3 separate regions of the Mus musculus genome follow, and regions 1 and 2 are each linked to region 3. A link is a contact called in public HiChIP or PLAC-seq data. All regions are on one chromosome and are shown on one strand. Each heading gives the region's core, a stretch centred on a gene start, on an enhancer-like site or on the middle of the called end of the contact. The rest is flanking DNA. Distances are from core to core; before and after follow the strand shown. Region 1 holds the start of Nfxl1 (nuclear transcription factor, X-box binding-like 1). Region 2 overlaps Fryl (FRY like transcription coactivator). Region 3 has its middle 17 kb from the start of Slain2.

What was found. HiChIP or PLAC-seq counts read pairs in DNA pulled down with a chosen protein or histone mark.
Region 1: a contact with region 3 is called in an H3K27ac HiChIP or PLAC-seq map of extraembryonic endoderm stem cells, with 2.3 times the contacts expected there. The contact joins the promoter of Nfxl1 here to the enhancer-like site in region 3. A contact is called at or near these places in 9 of 39 promoter capture datasets (the 3T3-L1 cell line, 3T3-L1-derived adipocytes, the C10 cell line and 5 more), 1 of 115 datasets of contacts at active chromatin or transcription factors (extraembryonic endoderm stem cells) and 1 of 9 other capture datasets (liver).
Region 2: a contact with region 3 is called in an H3K27ac HiChIP or PLAC-seq map of extraembryonic endoderm stem cells, with 3 times the contacts expected there. The contact joins two enhancer-like sites. A contact is called at or near these places in 2 of 484 Hi-C or Micro-C datasets (the HL-1 cell line and embryonic stem cells) and 2 of 115 datasets of contacts at active chromatin or transcription factors (embryonic stem cells and extraembryonic endoderm stem cells).

The regions. Positions count from the first base shown.
Region 1 is chr5:72,557,474-72,561,551 of GRCm38.p6, forward strand. Nfxl1 (nuclear transcription factor, X-box binding-like 1) reads right to left here and starts at 2,172. Exons shown (of 23, transcript NM_133921.3): 1 at 2,116-2,172; 2 at 1,541-1,795. The coding sequence starts at 1,793.
Region 2 is chr5:73,235,884-73,239,934 of GRCm38.p6, forward strand. The region is part of intron 1 of Fryl (FRY like transcription coactivator); the gene reads right to left. Among named protein-coding and RNA genes, the nearest start is that of Fryl, 19 kb to the right of the region's middle. Within about 2 kb of position 1,333, at least 86 of the 459 cell types and tissues checked have an H3K27ac peak or open chromatin away from gene starts, as enhancers often do. A contact at or near this core is called in embryonic stem cells and extraembryonic endoderm stem cells, where this site is marked.
Region 3 is chr5:72,895,043-72,898,808 of GRCm38.p6, forward strand. No RefSeq gene overlaps it. Among named protein-coding and RNA genes, the nearest start is that of Slain2, 17 kb to the right of the region's middle. Within about 2 kb of position 1,874, at least 24 of the 459 cell types and tissues checked have an H3K27ac peak or open chromatin away from gene starts, as enhancers often do. A contact at or near this core is called in embryonic stem cells and extraembryonic endoderm stem cells, where this site is marked.

The sequences.
Region 1 (4,078 bases), core at 922-3,421, 340 kb before region 3:
TGGTGTTTTAGGAAAAGACTCACAAGCTTGCTCAATTGTATGCACTGGTGCTCGTGTTTAGAGAATTTTAAAGTTTACTATTCTAAATCACTAACTAAAACATACTTCATTCGTCAGACACCACCAAAATGAATCTCATTTTAGTTGATGTATCTGTACTTAAGGATATTGTACCCTTTCTTTCCCTCAGGAAATGTTTTCCTTTTCTTATTGCAGCTAATTTGAGTGGTGACTATCAACCAAAACAGACTGTTTTGGGTAAAAACGGAAGATAATGTATATGAGGCTTTCTTTAGAAATCTTTGAGAACACAGAAAAAGAAGAGCAGTAACTGCTGTGAGACATCTCAAAATTACAAGGAGGTCATTAATCTCTGGGAATGAGCCGGGGGGGGGGGGTTGTTAAAAAAAGCTGAATTGGGAAGAGATGACACTTGGTACATGTATGTACCTAGTACCATTTGGAAGAATGTCACCACACAAAGTGACCAGGTAATTGTCTTAACTTATTCCTTCCTCACAAATGTCAACTACTATATACTTTATACTATACACTATACACTATATACTATATACTATATACTATATACTATATACTATATACTATATACTATATACTATGTAGAGAATGCTTGCTTTCCTACTATCCACAAAACCCAAGCCAGCTTACCAACTTGTTCATAGGTCTCTAAATAGCACACTGCACCTCTATGATTAACTGACCAATTGCCAGCAAAATCAACGCAAACTAACTTTCAAGTTACCCTGGGAAACCCCACGCAGAGACTCAATTTTGCTCCTAGCAGGAAGGGAGAACTGATGCAATTCTACTATAATTTCAGAAATAAAAATTTTAAACCTCTTCTGAAAAAATACCTTCCAAACACAAAACACTTTCAGGGACCACTCTCTTTTATCTGGAGTGTTATGTATAAACACTCTCAACGTCGCCCTAAAAGATCTTGGACCAAGGCTATTGGCAAATCCATCGTGGCAACACCTGATACATCATGGAAAGACATGGAATTTCTGCACTGGGATCAGTTAAAAACAACAACCAAAACGCTTACAGGGTCCAAAAAGTCAGGTAGCCTGGGAAAGATGGCTATCAACAACTGGTCTTGAAAGTCGAGTTGATTAATGAAGAATGGAGTTCCCAATCTGTTCGTAAATGGAATTCTGAGACCTTAGCCTAGCTTGCTGTTACCATACACACAGATGCGAAAGCACAAGGTCCTATTTTACGACAGATGTTAAACATCTTAGATTATAAAAGAAAACAAACTCTGGCGATCCATTTACTGAGTTAACCAAATCAGCTGCACACAATTGAAGAAAGTGACTAACAAAGGCAATTATCAATTAAAATGAGGATGCAAGCGATGAGATGAAAATCTGCCTGAATGGAGACGGTTCCCTGAGACTAAACTCCGGGAGCTGTTAAAAAGTGAATGAGAGACTTGGAGGGCCCTGGCAGCCAGCGATAAGTAGGGAAGTGACTTGGGGAGTTTGGTGGGGCGGGAGACCCGAGCCATCCTCACCTGAGCCATCCTCACCCCGGGCCCCCGGGGGCTGCGGGGCTTCGCCTCCAGCTGAGCGCTGCCCGCGACCCGCAGGGGCCAGAGCTGCTGCTCCCCCGGGGCCGGGGCCCGAAGACACCGCGCCCCCAGACCCTTTGGCTCGCCCTCCTCCAGCGCCACCAAAAGGGACTCCATTTCCTGAGAGGGGCACTGCGGTGGCCCGTCCTCGGGCTCGGCCTCGGCCAGCGGCCACCTGGCGCCAGGGAGCGTCCATCCCTGCAGCGGAGAGATAAAGGAGAAGGAGCGTGAACGGGCGTCCGAGGATGGAGGCGGCTGCCGAGGGACCGCAGGGTCAGGCTGGGTGCGGACGGACCCCGCGACACGGAGACCCGGGTCTGAGGAGGTTGCGGCCCTGTGTCTCCCGAGGGCGAGTCCCGCCAAGCCCAGGCTCGAGCGACGGGCGAGGAGGGAAAAGACGGAGGGCAGAAAAGAAGCACGGAGCCACGAGGAGCCCACCCGGGACAGGAAAAACCCAGCCACGGGAAATTCTCCTCAGCCTCAGGAGAAGTGCGGTAGGCACAGAAACGCGAACTGACCGTGCGGCCGCGGCCGCGGCCGGGAACCAACTGCTGAAGTGGACCGCACCGAAAAGCTACGTCTCCTTACCGACGGCGCCCACCGCCAGGGACTACAACTCCCAGAAGCCTCCGCCCGCGGACCGCAGAATGCGTGGCAGCGAGGCAGCTTTTTTTTTTTTTTTTTTTTTTCCCGGAAGAGACGAAGGAATGCTCAGTGCGCATGCGCGGTCGTTCGCGGCCTTTGGGGAACTACATTTCCCAGAGTGTTCCGAGGCTCATGAAAAGTAGACGCCTCCGTTGGTGGGCGTGCCGGGAGCATGCTGCTACTGGCGGCTGCTCCCAGGAAATACGCGAGGTTTCAGGATTCAGAGAGGGCAAAATTCACAAACAGTTGTTCTCGCCATAGTCTTGCTGCTTGCAGGTAGCAGGCAGGTCCTCGTCCAGGAAGTACTTAGAAAACAGAAGACGCCATGGGGAGCAGGATCAGAAGAGCCACGGGAGCATTGTAGGAAAAAATGGTTTGAGTGGAGAAAGCTTTCAGAACTCACAATGAAATCTAGCCCCTAGTATTAACCACCTTTTATACTTTAAAACAAGCTTTCCCTTAGAGACTGCTTCTTTTCCTTTCAAGGCTGCTCCCTCCAGTAGATTCATTAAGGAAAATAACTGAAAGCCAGCAGCTAATCTTTACGTATAGATTGCAGAAATTCATTTAGTGGTCTCTTGGAAAATGAGCTGAATTTTTGTTGATATTTGAAGTTATACAATCCTTAAATTACCCTTCAGCTTAGTTAATTTCCCAACATTTACCACAAATATATTTAGATGCCATTCAATGTGTCCAGGAGTGTACAAAATATTTACATATATATGTGTGTGTGTCTGTGTGTGTGTGTGTGTTTGCACATATACAAAGTTTTACACTTATAATTTATTGAGATGAGTTTTTTTAATATTATCTAGGCTGTTCTTGAACTCATGATTCTCTCACCACAGCCTTAGAAGTTGTTGGGGCTCCAGGCCTTCATCATCATGTCCATTGTGTCAATATTTTTTTTTATTCAAAATAACCTTATTTATCATTCCAATTTTACCACTGGGAAAACTAAAGCATAGAGAGGTAATTGTGCTGAAACTAAGCTTTAATTCTATCATGTTTTTAATTTCTTGTACATAGGTATTACATCATGGCCTATAATTCATCCAAAACCAGTAAATGTCGAGGGAATATTGAGGTGGCTGATGATAAGGAGACCCTCATAGAACCTTGGTGTGTAGCACAGATCTGCGTTAGCACATTGTCCAAATCTCCATACTAAACCTTCCTGAGAACACATTCCCTCCAGTCCTCCAAACATTAGTTATAAACTATTCTAATATTTATCGAGAGCTTCAAACAAGCATTCCTTCCTTTTCTTTTACATACCTGTTTAATAACATGTGGAGTCTCATCATTGAAACCAATTTTTAATAAATAAATGACACCAAAAAAATCTTTTTCAACACTCCAGCAGGGCCTGGGTTGCAACTAGGTAAAGTGACTCCTGGCCTCCTCTCTTAGACATATGATGATTGTGTAATTCTCTTTAATGTTCTGCATCTGCAATGTCCTGATAAGCCACGTGGAAACTAGTTACTCCTCGGCCTTTGTAATGAAACCTGTAAGTGGCTGGAGGTTTAAGTCAAGGGGTATGCCCTTGAAGGATTCTCTCTCTGTCTCTCTCTCTCCCTCCCTAACTCCCTCTCTTCCTCCCTCTTTCCCTCCCTCTCTCCCTTTCTCCCTCCCTCTCTTCCTCTCTCTTTCTCTCTCCTAGAGGTATGAGATTTGGCCCCCACCACACATGCCTAGAATGATATATCATTTAACCACAAATACAAATCAGTGAAGCCAGTCTTTTAAGATTGAAACCTCAGGAACCCATAGACCAAAGCACACTTTTCCTTTTTTTAAGGGAGTTTATCTCAGGAATGTGATATGGTT
Region 2 (4,051 bases), core at 83-2,582, 340 kb after region 3:
GATTAAAGGCGTGCACCACCACGCCCAGCATTAAATTCAGTGGATTCTTAACAGTGGTTAAAAAAGAGGTGATTCGGAGCTCTACAAGACTTGAGCCAAATATAATAATGCGGACTAGAAACTGGAAGTAGTGAAGAGAATTAAATTTATTAAAAACTGTGGAAAAAAAACAGCTAATAAGGCTTTGAATGACCTCAACACAAAGAAATTACGTTTTGAGCTGGATGGCTATGCCGGCGACGGCGAAATATCACACGGTGCCTGCCTCCAAAAATACATAGGTACCTATTGGTTTTTATTTAACTTATTTTTACTTTATGTTGTGGGTGTACACATACGTGTACGGGGGGGGGGGGTGGCATGTATGTGCCACAGCACACATGTGAAGGTCAGAAGTCAACTTGGAGAAATTGGTTCTTGTCCATTATATGGGTCCTGGGATGGAAATGAGGCCGTCACAGCCTTTACCCACTGAGCCACTCACCAGCCCCGTCATTATGTTTTCATGAAATATAGTCATTTTGCTTGACTATTTTCTTGAGACAGGATCTCAGTGTGTACTTTATGCTGACCTCCAATTTAGCATCTTCCTATCTCAGTCTTATGGATGTGTCACCATGCCTAACTTTTTTTTTTTTTTAAATTTAACACACATCTTGATATGCAACCCAGGCTGGTCCCAAACTCACAGGTCTCTTGCTTCAGCTTCCTGACTGCTGAGATCCTGCATCTGCCTTAGCGGGATTTTAAAGCATGGAGGAATTTTTTTTTTTTTAAATAAAGCAAAGGCACATACATAGCACTGTCCCCAGAGTTAGGTGGCACAGCAAAAGGAACTAGATGACTCCAGTACCGACTGGTCTAATTTGAACAAAGAACAGAGGAAGAGCCAGGCAGAGGTTTTAAAATAGGTCTGCAAATTCTTTGATGCTCCTAGGAAGGAGGGTGGACCCATGGCCCCTCCCCTTCACCCCTGCAGTCTTTGTGACTGTCCCACAAACAACAAGGGGTAAGTGGTAAGGAGCTGAGGGGTACCAGAAAAGGGCACACTTAGCTACTGATGGTCTCCAGAAGCACCGCCCTGGAGGCCAAGCGCCTCCACCTCTGTGGGAGTCCTGCTCTCCTGAGGTCACCCTGTGGAGAGATCGTGTGAAGGGACAGCTCGGGAGTCCCAGCTGTGTGAAGCTTCCCAGGCCTTTGTCACATGAAAGCCCCAGGCTTGTCTTGCAGGCAGCCAGCCTCAAAGAGAATCTAAGAGATTGGGAAGGCCTGGCTGAGCTGAGGCAAACCCCATAGCTGTGAGCAAAATAGATGACTGTTTTTGTTTCAAACCAACCGCTCCTGGGTGGGTCTTCACACAACAGTACAGATACCACAGAAAGGTCGGCTACTGAGCAGAGTGAAACCCTCCCCTGACCCAACAACAGGGAGAAAGCTGGTGAGGAGATCCATCAGGGATAGACAGAAGGGTGTTGGTTGGTAGCAGAGGTGGGAGGGGAGTGGACAGTGGGGGAGGGGACTGAGTTTCCTCACACAAACGCACCCCCCCTCAAAAAAAAAAAAAATCAAGGGAGAAAGGTGAGTGATGGCATCCTTGGTTTGTAAATCATGTGACGAACTTCAAAACTCACCAAAGCCTGACGATGCTGAAGATCATTTTAAAGGGGATTTGGGTTTTTTTTGTTGTTGTTTTTTGTTTTTGTTTTTTTTTCTTGAGACAGGGTTTCTCTGTATAGCCCTGGCGGTCCTGGAACTCACTTTGTAGACAAGGCTGGCCTTGAACTCAGAGATCCACCTGCCTCTGCCTGAGCTGGGATTAAAGGCATGTGCCACCACGCCCGGCTGGGGATTTGTTTTTTAAGTTTATTCAAATTTCTACACATTTTCTTCAGATTTAAACAAACAAACAAAATCTGTGAGCTCATTTCCTTCTTCCTGACATTTCGATGGGGCTGTTACCTAAGATTGTCTCATTAACCAGCCAATCTGACACAGGATGAAGAATCATGCTCTATGCTGAGGCTCTCACAAAGAAGCAGGGGCCCCTCACCTCAGGGGCCTCAAATTTCATCCGTCTCCACCCATTTTTGTTTGTTTGTTTGTTTGTTTGTTTGTTTTCAAAACAGGCTTTCTTTGTGTAGCCCTGGCTGTCCTGGATCTCCTGTAGAGGATGCTAGCCTGGCACTCAGATCTGCCGGCCTCTGTCTCGGGAATGCTGGGATGCAAGGCTTGGGCCAACTCCACCCTGTTTTAACAAGTCATGATTACTGTCTAAGGGCTGCCATTCAAGCAAGAGGGAAACACTGTTTCAAAGTTTGTAAAACTTGTATTGAATGAAACAATGAAACAATCTAAAACTAGTCTTACCATTAGTTAGTGACTTGTGTACTATCAGGAGATGCTAAAGGCTAGAGCCACGGCTCGGTGGGCAGAAGAGCTTGCTCCAAATGGTTGAGGGCCTGAGCTCAAATCTCGAAACTCATCTCAAAGTTGACGATGCAGCATAAGCATCTACAGTCCCTGAGCTCCTGTGGAGAAATGGAACCCGGCAAAGACACGAGAGGTGTTTTCCTCCCAGAGGCTGTGGACTAGCTAGTCCAACAGAGACCCTGTCTCTATATACACCAGGATGGGGGCAAGAGCAACGCCTGAAAACGTTCTCATGCACTCTGCATACCATGGCAGGTGTGTGCCAACATTCATGCTCTCTCTCTCTCTCTCTCTCTCTCTCTCTCTCTCACACACACACACACACAATAAAGGACCTTCTAAAGAAGTTCTGGTGGCGATGTGAATATTTTTAAAGCCGCAACACAGAGTGAGCACTAAGTACTCACTGATTTAAATCGCTACACATCAAATTATACTGACACCCACTCTCCTCCCTTTGTTAGCAATAGGACGTTGGCGTCTCTGCTATACACATGGCTATCTACCCAAATGTTACATCTCCCAGCTTGGTCTCTAACTGGTTGTAACAGTATGACCATGCTGTAGCCCAGAGGATCTGAAAAATGAGGCTAGCCATTCTGGGAAGGCGTTTGTCCTAGTTTGGTCTCTATTACTGCAACAAAACACTGACCAAAAGCAACTCACTGAGGAAAAGGCTTATTGCATCTTCCAGTTTGTAGGCAGTCATTGAGGAAGGGCAGGGCAGGAACCAGGAGGCAGGAACTGAAGCAGAGACTCCTTGCTCCCAGGTTCATGGTCTACCTTCCTTCCTTTCTTCCTTTCTTTCTTTCTTTCTTTCTTTCCTTTTCTTTTCTTTTCTTTTCTCTCTCTCTCTCTCTTTCTTTCTTCCTTTCTCTCTCTCTCTCTTTCTTTCTTCCTTTCTCTCTCTCTCTCTCTCTCTTTCGTGTGTGTGTGTGTGTGTGTGTGTGTGTGTGTGTTTCTAGACAAGGTTTCTCTTTGTAGCTCTGGGTGTCCTGGAACTGGCTATGTAGACCAGGCTGGCCTCGAACTCTGAGATCTGGCTGGCTGCCTCTGCCTCCCAAGTGCTGACATTAATCATATGGACCACCCCAGGCCAGCCTTCCTTCCTTTCTTATATAGACCAGAACCATCAGCTCAGGAATGGTACACCACCCATAGTGGGCTGGGTCTTCCCACACCAATCAGAAATCAAGAAAATGTCCCAGAGCTGTGCCCAATGAACGCACAGGCCAATCTGATAGAGGCAATTCCTCAGTTAAGATTCCTTCTTCCCACATATGTCAAGTTGATAGGAACTAATAGTGGCAGGGTGCATGTGTGTATGCTTAGCCTCAGCCTTTTTCATCCCCTGCCTCACTGAACACTAGAATTTCTCAGGCAAAGAAGGCACACACTGACTCCATAGAGGCAGCTCACCTGGTCTGACCCACACGTGTCTTATCCAGCACCTGTAGAGAACACATGCCTGTCTCATTCAAACCACACACAGACAGTACACATATGTGACATCAGCTAGGTGTCAGACCCTGCCACGTCAATGGAGATGTAGCAAGGGCACAAGAAATGGAGAACCCGGGCTGGTGAGATGGCTCAGTGGGTAAGAGCACCCGACTGCTCT
Region 3 (3,766 bases), core at 624-3,123:
AGGCAGATTTCAGAGTTCGAGGCCAGCCTGGTCTACAAAGTGAGTTCCAGGACAGCCAGTCTCGAAAAAACAAACAAACAAACAAACAAAGAGTTACCTTGGCCATGGTGTCTGTTCACAGCAATAAAACCCTGAGACACATATTTTTCCACATCAAGAAATACTTGGATCTCAGATAGGGTGCCATTACGTCTGTGAGGACTGCAGAACTCTTGGAGCAAAGTGCTCTGGGAAGAGCTTGCTATCATTCACACTTGCCTCAGTCTTTCTTGTATTAACATCGCTGCACATCCACAGACGAGGTAAGAAGAAATAGGGAATGGGGGCAGGGTGAGAGGACAAGCCAGGTTAGCTTGTCACCTGAGCGCGAGCGAGCTTTCGTTTCTGGCTCCTGTCCCTGAGCGTGAAGATGCGGTCAGGCTATTTGCTTGTCCTGATTCTCTTGGAGACCTTTGGCCTTGTTTTGTGCACATATCTGGGGAAGCTCGAGATCTTGGACTGTAGAGTGCTACACAGGGCGCTGCTGGCATTCAGTTACGTCACTTGGTGGGAAGATGATGGAAATTAAATGGCTCAGGCTGGATGCTCTGGAGAAACCTCTGGCCATCCTTCTCACCCAGCCCCCCGGTGAATGAATGAAGCCGTCACCCCTGTACCCTGCCCGCCACCTACTGCCTCTCCTCTCTCATTAGCTTGTTGGAGTCATTCTCACTCAAATAAACACAGAGCTTTCCATAAATAACCTTCAAATCCATTCTTCAACCAGAGTGATCTGCCTAAAGCACAAATAGCCCTGTAACCCATTCTAGATGCCCGTGTGATGCCTCATTGCCCATAGAATAACCACCAAGCTTATTCTCCTGAACACAAGGTGTCACAGCCGCCATTCCCTGCTGGCTAGCGCTCTTGTTTCTTATCCCTACCCACAGCAATTAGTGCCACGAGCAGCCAGCTGCTTTAACTGCAGCTCACACCACACACACACACACACACACACACACACACACACACACACACACACATACCATCCATCTCTTGCCTCTGAGTCCCTCAATCCCACCACCCAGCATACCCTCCCTCTCTCCTGGATGATGACTATGTTATAATAGAGTCTACGCAAAATACTCTTATTCCACTGGGCGTGCTGGTTCTTGTCCGTAATCTCAGCACTTGGAGAGGTAAGAATGAGAATCAGGCATTCAAGCCTCATAATGAGTTCAAGTGGAGATCAGCCTGAGATTAGTGAGACTTGTTTCAAGACACATGTACACACACACACACACACACACACACACACACGTGCACAAAAAATACATATACATGCACACATACATACACACATGCACACGCATACTTATGTGTATTCTTTTTTTTTTTTACAAACATAATAATTGCCCTGCTCTGATTATTACCCAAAATACAGGTGGCCTCTTGGTGTGATATTCCCTGGTGACTCCGAAATCACACTGGCCATTGTGGTCTATTTTGAGAAATCACACTGGCCATATGGTTTATTTTGAGCAGTAGAACGCAAGCAAGTTATACTCATCACTTCCAAGTAGACACTTCAAAAAAAGGAGTGTGACTTACAGTGCCTGTTCTCTGTCCCTTTCTGTTTTTACTGTTATGAGGTCAGTAATATTCTAGAGGCTTCTAAGCACCTAGAGTGAAGTCAGTATTCAAAACCTGCCAATGACATGACCTGAGACACATCTCAGTGGGTGTAAGCGCCTGGCCTTTTAGAGTCCTTTGCGTGTCTTATTTAGAGTCCACAATAGTGGATCCTGACGCTGGCAATTGTCTGCTATCCTTATCACTGGGCCTTATCTCTCCCGAGGTTCTGTGGTAGCTGCACCGCCACACAACGCTAGACAATACAACCTCCTATTGGAGGAAGTCCCTAGTTCAAGACTTTTGGCAGGAGGCAGGCTTTACCTCCCACTAAGGAAGTTAAAAATAGCAAACACTTGTTCCCCACATTCCTCCTAGTGAGGGAACAGGCACGTGACCTAAGGTCATCCTTAGAAGCGTCCCACTTAGGGCTTTGGAACCTTGATACAAAGTGGGAACAATGTTGCACAGCGCAGGTTCTATGGCTGCCGGTTGTATTCTCCATCCAGGGAAGTAATAGCAAAGAACACCGAGCCAGGGTCACAGTGTGCATTGTGTAGCGATAAGATTAGCAGAACGTTCCAGTTGAGCGACCCGCCTGGGTTGTCGACTTCTCAGTCCTCCTGGCTCCTGTTCACTTTCTGAGCCTCCCAGGAGCCTCTCCTACAGTTCTCTCAGTAACTCTGATATACCCAAGATCCTTCCAGTCACCGCCTCCGATTCCCCTCAGATTCTCTAGCTGTTTCAAGAGCCCGTAACTGAGAATCTTGTTCCCAGGAATCCCCAGGACCCAAAATGATGCAGGGTCCATATGGAATCATGGTTTTATTTTATGTATGCCTGTGCACCCCGTGCATGCATTGCCTGTGGAGGACAGACAAAGGTGTCAGGTCCTCTGAGACTAGAGTTATAGACAGTTGTCAGATGCCATGTGGGTGTTGAACCAGAAGACTAGCCAGTTGTCTTAACTGCTGAGCCATCTCTTCAGCCCCTCCAACCACATTCAAAGAGTCCAATTTGGCATCTTCCAAAAATCTTACTTATTTACCAAGATCAGACCTCACACTGTAGTCCAACCTGACCTCAGATTCCTAGCAATCCTCCTGCCTCAGCCTCCTAGGCAAAAACCTATTTTTTTAAAAAAAGATTTTTATTGTAATTTATCTGTCCACTAGAATGAATGGGTGTGTGTGTTTGTGTGTGCCCTTGGAGGCCAGATTCCTTGGTCTAGAGTTACATGTAGTTGTGAGCTATCACAGGTTCTTGGAACTGTACTGGGGTCCCCTAGAAGAGTAGCAAGCATGATTAACCACTGAGTCATCTCTCCAGAGGCCCCCAGATGATCTTTGAAAAGCCCTAGTCCTTAATTCTTCTGGTGAGCATTAAAGGGAATCCCACCCCTGAGCTGTACTCAGCCACACTATTCTCTTTCTCTACACTGCTTCACTCCGAGAAGGCTCCTCACGGCTGCCCCACCCCAGCCTCCGGCCGTCCAGTGCCTGCAGCTCTTCTCCTTTTACCACCCCCACCCCCACCCAGGCCCCCACTGTCTTGGCTCACTGTTATCAATGACATCTTACAGCGACTGGCTGGGTCCTTCCTTCTTTGTTTCACCTCCCAGATCTTGTTACCCCTTCTCATTTCCCCAACGCTGCATCATGAATTCTGCAAGTCTGAGAATCAAATTGACCACAATTCTCTGTAAAGGTGTATCTCCCAGGCCATAGCCACCTCCTAACTTCTGTAACTTGCACCAGGCTACTGTTGCTTTTATTAAATTGGGGACATCCTAACATCCAAGAATGGAGAGCCACTCTTGAAAACCTGCATTTCCAGGTTGAAAAAAAAAATGTGGTGTGCTGAAGAAATGGCTCAGCAGTTGAGAGCACTTGCTGTTCTTGCAGAGGCCCTGGGCTGGCTCCCAGCACACACATCAGGTGGCTCACAGCCCCCTGTTACTCCAGCTCCAGGGGATCCGGATCCAATGCCTTCCTCTAACCTCTGTGGGCATACATATCATACACACAGTGCACATACAGACATGCAAACACAGGCAAGCAAACATACACACACATACAATGTGCACATACAGACAATCTCGCATGCACACACAGAGAACAACATTGATACCCCATTTCTTCAATGTAAGAATCAG